Regions from separate parts of the Mus musculus genome. Here all the other regions are linked to region 4. Evidence: chromatin contacts called from public Hi-C, Micro-C and capture Hi-C data. All regions are on one chromosome and are shown on one strand. Each heading gives the region's core, a stretch centred on a gene start, on an enhancer-like site or on the middle of the called end of the contact. The rest is flanking DNA. Distances are from core to core; before and after follow the strand shown. Region 1 holds the start of Fam53b (family with sequence similarity 53, member B). Region 2 holds the start of Lhpp (phospholysine phosphohistidine inorganic pyrophosphate phosphatase). Region 3 holds the start of Gpr26 (G protein-coupled receptor 26). Region 4 holds the start of Chst15 (carbohydrate sulfotransferase 15).

Region 1 (2,700 bases), core at 78-2,577, 500 kb after region 4:
GTGGCCTATAGGAGGCAGAATCCCATTCACCAAATGCTGCAAAGAGCTTTTCTTTGTTCGCCATGGTACTAAGTACAGTACGTGTTAACGAACCCGGCGGTCAGGAGCATCAGGGGGCGTCCAAAGGCGAGGGTCCAGAACAAGCCTGCCCACGCAATTCCAGGCCCTTGTCCCACTCACCCGCAAGCACTGTTCCCCTAGTCTGAGGGTAGAAGAGGAGCTTGTGTATGTGGGGGCGGGAGGGGGGGTCGAGAAAACACTTGGGTCAACTCAAATCACCCTCTTCGGATTCTGGGTTTCCAAGTCTCTTTGGTCCCGGTTCCACCAAGTGAAACCCCTAGCTGGCAACCTGACTCCCACCGGCTAGCAAACCAAGGATTGGCAGAAAGAAAAAAAAAAAAATGTGACTAGGCTAGTATCCTGTGACGGACGGCCCTCTTCGCCATGTGCAAAAACCACGCCGGCACAGGCGACCCCCCACTCCTCAAGCCCTGGCCTCGGCCACGCCGCCTGCTTCCCCCTCCCTAGGCAGAGCGCCCTCTCACCCCCATCGACACCGCGCGGGTCAGTCGTGTAGCCTTGGAGTCGTCCCTGCGCGCCCGCATCCCAGGGGTGGCGGGTGTAAACTTCCGTGAACAAAAGAGTTGTCTGCAAACGATGCGGAACTTCGGGGCTCAGCGCCTTCGCTGCTGCCACAAGCCAGGGCTCAAGTTGAGCCTCAAAGGAGGAGGCTGCTCGGGACGCAGCCGTCTCCGCGGCCGTCCGCTGGGTCGGCGGAGCGCAGACTTTTCGGCAGCGCTAGGTTTGCTCGTCCCCCGCCAGCGCGCTGACAAGTCTCACGCCTGCACCAGGGCGAGCAAGAGTCGGCGCCGGTAGAAACCACCGGATCCGCCGTATAACAAGGAGACAGGGAGAAAGAAAGCCAGCAGCATTAAGGAAGGAAAGAGCGAGCGCAGCGCACGCGAGCCCAACTTCCCCCGCCGCCGCCGCCGCCGGGGAGCTCGCACCGACCCCACTCCGGACCAGCCCCCTGGCGCGGTTGCCCGGCCGGGTCGCTTACTGTGCGCGCCGGACGCGGGCCGTCACTGCAAGCGCTCGCCAAGTCGTCCGGGCTGCACGCCCGCGTCCGCCGTGCGCACGCTCTCCGGCCGGCGCCGAGCGCTTTGTACCGAGCGACTCCCGGGGAGGAGGAAATCGACTTGTCACTTCCTGAACTGTTTGCAACTCGTCCCTTTAACCGACCTCGGCCAGGCCGCCAATGCCCACTGCTGCCGCCGGGCAGCTCGACCGCGGCTGCGTGAACTCGGTGGCGCTGTGCGGGCGGCGTCGCGGCCGGGGCGCCCGGCGTGCCGCTACGAGGTGCAGTGCGCGCAGCCGCCGGTGGGCGGGGAGAGGGGGGGGGGTCCACGGCGCGCCTCCGTCAGTGTGGCCGGGTGTCCAGTGAACCCGCACCACGCACCTCTCACGCCTGGATGCCGGGGCTCAGGGAAGTAGCACCGCACAAGTCAGGATTGAAACTCAGGCCTCGTGGGCTTCAGATGGCCAGCTTCCGGGTTTGGCTTAGCAGTTTAAAAGAATCTGTGGCGAACAAGACCGCAAAGGGAGGTGGCACGGACTCTGGTGCGGTCACACTTTAGGATAATAAAGCACTGTTCCTGACTCTGGGTGCAATCGAATTTGAGGAATTTGTACTTCAGATGCCACATCCAAAATACATGCAACTGGGGAAGGAAGGATTTGCGGTTGCTAAGCAGAGGCAGGGCATGTTTAGTTCTGTAACTTAGGATGTTGACTCAAGTGCAGGAATGTAACCCTGATAGAATAAGCAGAGTATTTTCATTGTGCAGCTCACCTGGGGGGGGAGGGGATAACGTTCCTTGTGAAATGAAGTCCTAGATTTCCCATCACTCCTTCCTGCTGATGTGTGTTATTAACCTTATCCAAAAAGATTTTTAAGAGTTTTTTTTAAGACTCTATGCCTGTTTTGCGTTCCCCTTTGCCAAAAAAACAAAACACCTCATTACTTTACATGGATTGTGTCTGCACCGTTTGAATGGTTCTATTCATAAATCAGGAAACTTTTTCTGTTGCTTCGAGGAACATTTAATTGGTTTTAATCCAATGTTGCAATCCTAGTATCAAACATAAATGAACAATTAACTTTTTGAGTTTGTGTGCACTTGGGAAACTATTAGATTTCATGGCTATTGCTGAAATATTTCAGTTTGTGACCACACTGGACCTATTCTTTTCAGAAAGGCATAAGCTAACATATTTCACACTAACTACAGCTCATTTCAGAGACTCTGCCATAAGATGAAGATGCTCATCAGAAGGAAGGATGTGTGTTCACCTCAGAGAGATGATTCGAACATAATCAAATCACTCTAAGAAGGCCAAGTGTGCTAATACACAGACTACAAAGATGCTAATATCCATAATACATTACTTCCTTTTAAGAAACATGTTAAGGGCTATGTTTTTTTTTTTTTTAAAGGAATAAGAACCACATGTTCTGTCAAAAGAAGGCAGGCACATGGGCAAAGCAGAGGCTACTATAATACACTTACGGTCACTTCCCAAAAGCCACCTGATCACAGCACTACCACCTTAGCCTCCAAGCTCTGTAAGAATAGAATTTAATGCACTTAGCTTTTTTTATTGGGAGGCCTAGAGTGACTCCTGCTGGCAAACATTCCA
Region 2 (2,700 bases), core at 11-2,510, 290 kb after region 4:
ACCCACTCAGGGTAGACATTATACCTTTTATTTCTCTTGCGAGCAGCTCCTCTGGTAAGCTCATCAAAAGAATAATGCACACTTTGTTGAAATGCGTTAAAGTTCTAACATTCTGGGTGCTGGAGAGGTGGCTCAGTGGTTAAGAGCACTGGATGGTCTTTCAGATGGACCAGAGTTCAGTCCCAGCACCCACATCATTAATCATCAGGGTCTATATATAATTCTTGTTTCAGGGATCAACACCCTCTTCTGGCCTCCCGAGACACATAAAATTTGGTGTTTTTTTCTACTCATATTACCATGCTCTTTATTTTTGCAAGGCTGTTGTCTGCATATAACTTTTGAATTTGTGTTTTTCATATAATGTTAGAACAGAAGAGTTTTCCAAGGTAGTTAGCGGGAGTCTCTCTCTCTCTCTCCTTCTCCCTTTCTGTCCCTCTCCCCCCTGTCTTCCCCCTCCCTCCCCCTTCTCTCTCCAATCCCCTTCCCCTCTTTTTGTTTTGTTTTGTTTTTTTGTTTTTTTTGAGACAGGATTTCTCTGTGTAGTCCATGCTGTCCTGGAACTCGCAACAGGCTGACCTCAAACTCTGAGAGCTTCAGCTGCTTCTGCCACCTCCCCTGGCTGATCTTTCTTTCAGCACATTTCTTTCAGCATCTCTGATATGCAACCTGTATCCTCTACATTAATTTTCTTCAGCTTGTCTTGGCATTATCATTTATTTACACCGCAGTCATTCTGTTTGCACACGTTCCTTTAGTGTGTTTCCAAGGAATTGGATGGTGCCATCTAACCGCCTGCAAGATCTCTCCCTCTCTCTTCCATTTTTGAGACAGAACCTCACTACTGAGGCTAGGATGTCTCCAACACTTAAAATTTCATTTATTTAATTAGTATACGTGTGTGTGCATGCACTCGTGGGGAGATCTGGGGACAATGTCAGGAATAGGTTTTCTCCTGCTATTGTATGGGTCCTGGGAATAGAATTAAAGTTAAGTTTTGTGCCAAACACCTTTACCCCCTTGTGGCATCTTGGCTTCACACTCTCAGCCCTGCTGGGGATTACAGGTGAGAGCCATCCCTCCTGGACTGTTTCACTTTTCATTTCAAGTTGTCATGTCCTGACTCTTAGGGGTTTGAACTCCTTCCGCAGGATGCGTTCACTGCTTTTCCTGATAGTCAAGCGTCAGGCTGGTCCACGTGGTTCCCAGTTTGCTCCCGGCCCGCCCGCCGCGGATTACATTTCCCAGGCAACCCCGCGCGGGAGGCGTGGCTGCGGGATAAAAGCAGCGGCGACGCCGAGTTCGGATTTATAGCTGGACACGATGGCCGCATGGGCTGAGCGGCTGACGGGCGTGCGGGGAGTGCTGCTTGACATCTCCGGGGTGCTATGTGATAGCAGCGCAAGCGGTGCAACCGCTATCGCAGGCTCTGTGGAGGCAGTGGCGAGGTTAGTGAGCTCAATGCAGGGGGTTCCCGGCTGTGTCAACTACCGGGGGCGGGGCGTTCGCGCTAGCTCCGCCTTCTCGAGTGCTAGCTCCACCCCTCAGGCTGGCTAGGAACCTTGTCGGGGGAAGGTTGGGTTGGTCCTAGGCATTTATGGGTTGAAGCTGTGTTTTGGAAGCAGTTGGTTAACTTGCAAGTAAAATACAGATTCAAAAAGTGTAGACTATCTCATTAATATTGCAACCTGTTAGGCCGGGGAGATGGCTCCATGGGTAAAGACACTCATTGCCAGTTGTGTGTGACACCTGAGTTCAATTCTTGGGACCCACATGGTAGAATAAGAACGGTGGCTACCGTAAGTTGCCTCTCTCTGCCCTCCATGCATGTCCTCCATCTTAAAAGTAAATAAATGGAAAAGTTACTTTAAAATATTTCTTGATGTTGCTTACACGTTTAAGTGACTATTTTTAATATACTAGGCTAAGTAAACTATTCAAATGATCCACCTGTTTCTCTTAGAAAACTTTAAATCATATACATGGCTAGCCATCTAATTCTCTTGTATTGGTTTTGATTTGAGGAGGACAAGGGGTCTGGCTCATTACACCTTGCCAATGCAGAATGCTGTCAGAGACCACAATTGGCATTAAACCTGGGCTATTTGTCTTTGGTCCGCAGATAGCTTTGTGTAATGTGGATGAGCAGTTGGAGGCTGCTCATTGTTTAGCATTATTCTCTCAATATCACTCTCTGGGGTACCCTGACCTAACTAGCACTATTTACTTATTTGCAGTTAAGTAAGTCCTTTGATCCCGAGAGGCCCTCCCCTACTTATCTGTTTGTGTGTGTGTGTGTGTGCGTGTGTGTGCGTGCGCGCGCGCGTATGGTTGTGGAGAGAGAGAACACTTGAGCAAGAGGGGTGGCACTGATGGTGTAACAAGGACACAGACTATGTTTTGTAGCACAGTGAAAGGGACTGGTATGGGACAGCTAGTCCTAGGAAACACCTAGACCTTCTGGGTGGGTGAAAGTCCAGTTTACATGTCTTTCTGGCTTCTACATTGTCTCCACTAACTCCAGAACTTAAGGCTGGCTTTGTTTCACTGAGCCTTGGATATGAGCAGTTAATTCTGTGGAGGCCCCTCTTAGAGTGTAGCGGGACAGACACTGGACGATGTAAGCAGCCAGGACGTTATGAGGATCTCATTGGAAGGAAGGTAGACCATAGTTTGTGCTCAAATGAATAAACTGAGTCA
Region 3 (2,700 bases), core at 24-2,523, 350 kb before region 4:
CCCCTCCATCCTTGAATCTATGTGAGGGAAGATAATTAGTGTGATGGGGGAGACACAACAGCTCCCTTAGGGAAACTGTCTATATTTGGTTTCTTTCAGACTGAGGTCTGGCTATGTACAGTCATCACTGGCCATCTCACCAGGCTCTGAAATACAGTGTAGGTGGTCACTGGAGGAGGTAGCATCCCATAGAAAGGCAAGAGACTGAGGAAGCTCTGAAAGTTGTCACCTGTCTGTCCACCAAGCACCTTTGAAACTACGGAGTCTGGACTAGGGATAGAAGAGACACAGTTCCCACATGTTTACCTGAGGGGAGGCTGAGACCCTTTATGTCCCAAACTCTGATGATCTGGATCAAACAGAGACATCCGCTATCCTCCCATTCTCTGAACAGTTCATCCACATGCCTAATAAGCTTATACTCGCTGGCTCGCCACACCCAGAATGGACAGGACAGCAGCTGGCCCAGGACACAATGAGTGTCCAGAACCAGCTACACCAGGACTACTTCTGATGACCATGGACAGAGTGTGTTCTTGACTGATGGCATGCCCAAGGGATGTCCCGGTGAGCCTCAAGTGACCTTGCACCATATCTGAGAGTGTAGCTGAATGACTAGAGAGTGAAGAGACGAAGCTCTGGAGACTCAGTGTCCAGCAGTACAGCAACTGCCTGCAGATAGATGAGGGGAGATCTCAGGAGATCTCTGGCCATAATGCAAGACAGAACTGTGAATTCTATCCCAGCTCAGCAGAAGCCTAGCCAAGCTCCCCAGTTCATCTTAGATAACAGCAGCAATCCTAGATGCTGGGCAGCTATGGGGCAGGTGGACTGGGTCAAGGTCTGGTCACCTAGGCAGGGACAAGCAGCACTGGGACATGAGGGTGCCCAGACATTCTTCCCTTTTCCTAGATTTCTTGACTCAGCCTGTCTCCAGCTCATATAGGGGAGGATAGAAAGGAAGGGGAGGAGGGGAGCCACTGGGAGCCAGCCATTCTGCAAGGGAGCCGGTAGGGCTCCTTCCCTCCAAGTGTGTGTGTGTGTGTATGTGTGTGTGTGTGTGTGTGTGTGTGAGAGAGAGAGAGAGAGAGAGAGAGAGAGAGAGAGAGAGAATCGGTGGGATTTCCTTCTCAGAAGCAGCCAGTTTCCTAAGAGAAAAAAGAGAGAAAGGAGAAAGAAAGGGAGGAGAAAATTGGAGGTGGGAGAGACAGAAGGGGGAGGGGGCAGAAAGTGAGAGCACACAGGAGACTGAGCACAGAGGCAGAGAGAGGGAGACAGAGAGAAAGCCACAAAGCAGAAGGGTGTGCGGAGCAGAGCCAGAGCTGAGAGGGACCCAGTAAGGGCGGGTGCAGGCAGACGCAAAGCCAGTGACCACAGGAGACTGCGACCCCGGATTCCAGGGCACTTCAGGAGGTCAGAGGAGCACAGGCCAAGAGGTGGTGCGGGACTGGGAGTGAACACTCGCCTAGGTGATCGCCGGTGAGGTGACCCCAGACTCCGAGTGGTTCCGTGCCCAGGTGCTCGCCTGGGAGGTGGCGCGGGGCTCCGGGAGGCTGCGTGCCTAGGTGCTGGCCCAGGGGGTGGCGCGGGCTTCTGGGTTGGTGGATGCCCTCTGGGTAGCCATGGCGACAAGGGCCAGGGGTCGCTGGGCTGCCGTGTCGCCTAGGGGCTGAGTCGACAGCAGGCTGCGCCATGGCGGCGCGGGGTTGCGGGCCCTGAGCGCCAGCGGCGGGCGCGCACCATGAACTCGTGGGACGCGGGCCTGGCGGGGCTGCTGGTGGGCACTATCGGCGTGTCGCTGCTGTCCAACGGGCTGGTGCTGCTCTGCCTCCTGCACAGCGCTGACATCCGCCGCCAGGCGCCGGCGCTCTTCACTCTCAACCTCACGTGTGGCAACCTGCTGTGTACCGTGGTCAACATGCCACTAACACTGGCCGGCGTCGTGGCACAACGGCAGCCGGCCGGGGACCGCCTGTGCCGCCTGGCCGCCTTCCTCGACACCTTTCTGGCCGCCAACTCCATGCTCAGCATGGCCGCGCTCAGCATCGACCGCTGGGTGGCTGTGGTCTTTCCGCTGAGCTACCGTGCCAAGATGCGCCTCCGAGATGCCGCCTTCATGGTGGCCTACACGTGGCTGCACGCGCTCACCTTCCCGGCCACCGCGCTCGCCCTGTCCTGGCTCGGCTTCCACCAGCTATATGCCTCGTGCACACTGTGCAGCCGGCGGCCGGACGAGCGCCTGCGCTTTGCTGTCTTCACCAGCGCCTTCCATGCGCTCAGCTTCCTGCTCTCCTTCATCGTGCTCTGCTTCACGTACCTCAAGGTGCTCAAGGTGGCCCGCTTCCACTGCAAGCGCATCGACGTGATCACCATGCAGACGCTTGTGCTGTTGGTGGACATACACCCCAGGTGAGTGCCCTGACCCAAGACTCTGAGCACTTGGTATTGAGTTAGGAAGGTCCCAGCATCCCGGGAGATCCCCTTTCTGCATCAATGGCATTAAGCACGGGTGGAATAGCAGATCCTGTTTAAACGGGTGCCTAGAGCTTCACTTTCTGAAACATGGGACTGAAACCCCAGCCAGAACATCTTGTTACCCTTATACTCTGGGCAGTGAACTCTGTTCACTTTTCGAAGCTTGAAAGTGGTTTGGATCTGAGAGGGGTATCTAGAGGATTGGAAAACCCTTAAGAACTCTTC
Region 4 (2,803 bases), core at 113-2,612:
CACAGCCCCACGGACTAGCACGCTATCAACATCCTCAGCGTCGCTCCTCGCGTCCGGGCCCCTGCCTTCTCGGCTTCCACCATCACCACCCGCCACCGCCGCCCCCACGGCTTAGCTCAGAGCTGCCTCGTTCTGCTCTCTGCTCCCCAGCTGGCGGGAGACACAGCTGAGACTCCCTAGTCAGGCCGCTTCGGGGACTAGGGTACAGCGACGATGGGAAAAGCGGCGAGTAAAAAAAGTTGAGACTGATCCCTCGGTTCCTCCCAGGCCTGTCCCCACGGTGTCTCCTCGGGAATCTTGCTCCCACAGACGCTGACGCCTGGGGCTGTTCCCCGAGACCCACACGAGCCTTCCCACCCAGAGCGGCAGTGCGGCTAGAGCCCGGATTCCCGAGGCGGCTCCGATTGGTACCCAGAGACAGTGGCAGATGCCCACGTACCTGCCCCAGGCTACGCCTGGAAACTTCCCCTAAAGTGTGCGGGGGAGGGGCAGTGAACACGACTAGGGGAATCCCGGTCCCCAGCTCTGCCTGTGGAGAGCTCGCTCCAGAAAATCGCCGATCTGTCTATTCATTGGCCTTATATCAGTCGTCCTTCCCTCTCAGTTCCTGGCCGACCCAGGGTCGCGCGAATTCTGACTCCTTGGGGCGGTTCTGCGGGACAGCTAGCCGGTGCGTGCCCCGCGGCGTGCGTCCTCCGCCGGCCTCCAGCTGTCCACAGCGCCACCACGCCAGCACCCGGTCCTCTGTCTTGGAGCTCGGACCACATTCGCTCTGTCTAGGGAGGGGGCGTGTGAGCCCCGGCTCCGCCACCGGTAGTCCTTCCCGCAGGGTCCCCAGGCGTGCTGGGCACCTAGAGCACGGCCAGGACCGCGCAGCGAAAAGGACGCCTCCTACAGGGGACCGTGCCTGTAGCGAGGAGGCCTGACCGAGGGGTGCGGGCCCAAACCTGCCGGAGCTCGGCGCGCTCCAAGTTCATTGTCTGCCTGGGCCGCCGCCGCCTCCGCGTCCGGAGCCTCCGCGCAGGGAGTGAAGCTGCACACAGCCCTGGCGGTCCGGACTCCCAGCGCCCATTCCCCGCCAACCTGGGCGAACCCGCAGAGGGGCACCGGGACCCAGAGCCAAACCTCCGCCCGCCGCTACTCGCCACCCCCTGCCCAGTCACCCAGAGCCCAACTTGTACCTGAAAAGCCCAAGACGATCTCGGAAGCCTCTGCAGCTCCGACTCCGCGGGAGCGCGCGCCCAGCCCCGCGCCTAGCACCCCGCACCCAGGGCGCGTCAACCTGACTCCCCGAGCGCTGGGAGGAAAAGTTTGGGAGTGACTTGCAGATGGCGAATGAAACCTCTGAACAGAACCCTCCCCCCGCCCCATGTCGCGCTGACACACATCAGCTCGAGTCTGGAATGCAAGATCAAGGCGTGCGCGCCCTGCTGAGCGGTGGGTTTGGTCCCCGCCCCCTCGCCCAGCAAGTAAATACAGTTTGTGTATTGCGGTGACTCCGACAAGACAAAACCGAAACCTGGTGTGTGTGGCAGTGACCCGGCTACCAGAAACAGTTTTAAGGAACTTGGCAGTCTAGAGACAGCCCATACATTGATATTCAAGGCCACTGACGCGAGTGGTTTCGGCGCCCTCTGTTGTATTTTTGCATTCTACAAAGGCTGCCTAGCTCTTGGGCCCTGTAGGTTTGCTTCTTCTGAGAGGTAAGGTTCTACAGGACCCCGAGTACCACTGCCGCAGTGGCCTACTGGGACTGCTTCAAGGAAAGGCTCCAGTGATCGGCTGTGGGCTGAAGATGAAATCAGTTAACATAAAATATGACACCTTAAACTCTTAAGACTTGTTCGGGACAGCCTTTGGAGCACCAAACCCCAGACTCTGGGGAATAGGATAGAAGCCACAGTCTTGGGTCTGCCCACGTTCCTATGGCCAGAGTCCAGCATCTTCTTTCTTGAAGCAACCGGGAAAATGCTCCCTAACTGTAAAATGCTGGCATATGTGCTAAAGGTGATTCTAGAGAACGGGAGCCCCTTTCAGTCTTGTTTGAGGTTCCCACCTCACCCCCCAAAGTCCTAGAGTTCTGGTTCAGCATCCACGGCGACTGAGTCAGAGGTCACAATCAGAGGGTCACGACTGCAGATAGGAACCCTGGATGACAGGGGAGTTCTTAAAAACCACTGTCTAGCTTCCCAACAAATACTGCCTCTTATATAAAAATCTGCAAAGAAAGATTAATGAAGCAGTGAGACTGCCCTCCCAGTCGGTAGACTGGATTGCTTTTCCCCCCATGTAGACTTGGCTTAGTGATTTGGAGGTCTTTATTATTTTTTTTAAACAAAAACCTTTTTTTTTCTAAAAATACAATGAGCTGGTTTTTGCAGAGTTCACAATTCCCAATAGATAATGATGCCATTTTTCATGGTCTTACACACGTTGTGGCTTTGGGGTTTATTTATTAGCTCCGGAGAAAAGACTGCCTTTCAGTAAGGTTTATATATTCGAGTAATTGCACTGGGACACAGTGCAGGTTGCTGTTTAAGAGGGTGGGTTGTGCAGGCGCCTACAAGCAAAGTCCTGGGCCAGGCAGCTGTCAGACCAGGGCATGCGGCCGGTTTAAGCAAACACAGTGAAGGTTCTTTGGAAACAGCAAGGAGGAAATCCCTTCCTGTAAGAGTGTGTGGAACATGATCCCTGGGCCACACGTATGGGGACTTTCCAATACATGCCCCATTATGGGGATAGCGCTGGGCCCACCCAGATGACTTTCAAATTCAGGTGTCAGAAATCACAGCTGACATGGGAA

Evidence for each region. Hi-C and Micro-C count contacts between places; a contact is called where the count stands out from the background. Capture Hi-C pulls out chosen DNA fragments and counts their contacts.
Region 1: a Micro-C map of embryonic stem cells shows a contact between it and region 4, with 4 times the contacts expected there. The contact joins the promoter of Fam53b here to the promoter of Chst15 in region 4. A contact is called at or near these places in 1 of 39 promoter capture datasets (embryonic stem cells), 4 of 484 Hi-C or Micro-C datasets (embryonic stem cells and hematopoietic stem and progenitor cells) and 2 of 115 datasets of contacts at active chromatin or transcription factors (extraembryonic endoderm stem cells and memory CD8 T cells).
Region 2: a contact with region 4 is called in a capture Hi-C map of embryonic stem cells, with 2.5 times the contacts expected there. The contact joins the promoter of Lhpp here to the promoter of Chst15 in region 4. A contact is called at or near these places in 2 of 39 promoter capture datasets (both in embryonic stem cells), 3 of 484 Hi-C or Micro-C datasets (all in embryonic stem cells), 5 of 115 datasets of contacts at active chromatin or transcription factors (embryonic stem cells, extraembryonic endoderm stem cells and memory CD8 T cells) and 3 of 9 other capture datasets (adipose tissue, embryonic stem cells and liver).
Region 3: a Hi-C map of cortical neurons shows a contact between it and region 4, with 2.0 times the contacts expected there. The contact joins the promoter of Gpr26 here to the promoter of Chst15 in region 4. A contact is called at or near these places in 1 of 39 promoter capture datasets (hippocampal neurons), 1 of 484 Hi-C or Micro-C datasets (cortical neurons) and 1 of 115 datasets of contacts at active chromatin or transcription factors (embryonic stem cells).

The regions. Positions count from the first base shown.
Region 1 is chr7:132,812,521-132,815,220 of GRCm38.p6, forward strand. It overlaps Fam53b (family with sequence similarity 53, member B), which reads right to left and starts at 1,328. Exons shown (of 5, transcript NM_001381858.1): 1 at 1,061-1,328.
Region 2 is chr7:132,609,383-132,612,082 of GRCm38.p6, forward strand. Lhpp (phospholysine phosphohistidine inorganic pyrophosphate phosphatase) reads left to right here and starts at 1,261. Exons shown (of 7, transcript NM_029609.1): 1 at 1,261-1,448. The coding sequence starts at 1,324.
Region 3 is chr7:131,965,187-131,967,886 of GRCm38.p6, forward strand. Gpr26 (G protein-coupled receptor 26) reads left to right here and starts at 1,274. Exons shown (of 3, transcript NM_173410.3): 1 at 1,274-2,409. The coding sequence starts at 1,742.
Region 4 is chr7:132,315,866-132,318,668 of GRCm38.p6, forward strand. Chst15 (carbohydrate sulfotransferase 15) reads right to left here and starts at 1,363. Exons shown (of 8, transcript NM_029935.6): 1 at 1,182-1,363. It overlaps Gm10584 (predicted gene 10584), which reads left to right. Exons shown (of 1, transcript NR_028578.1): 1 at 1-2,426.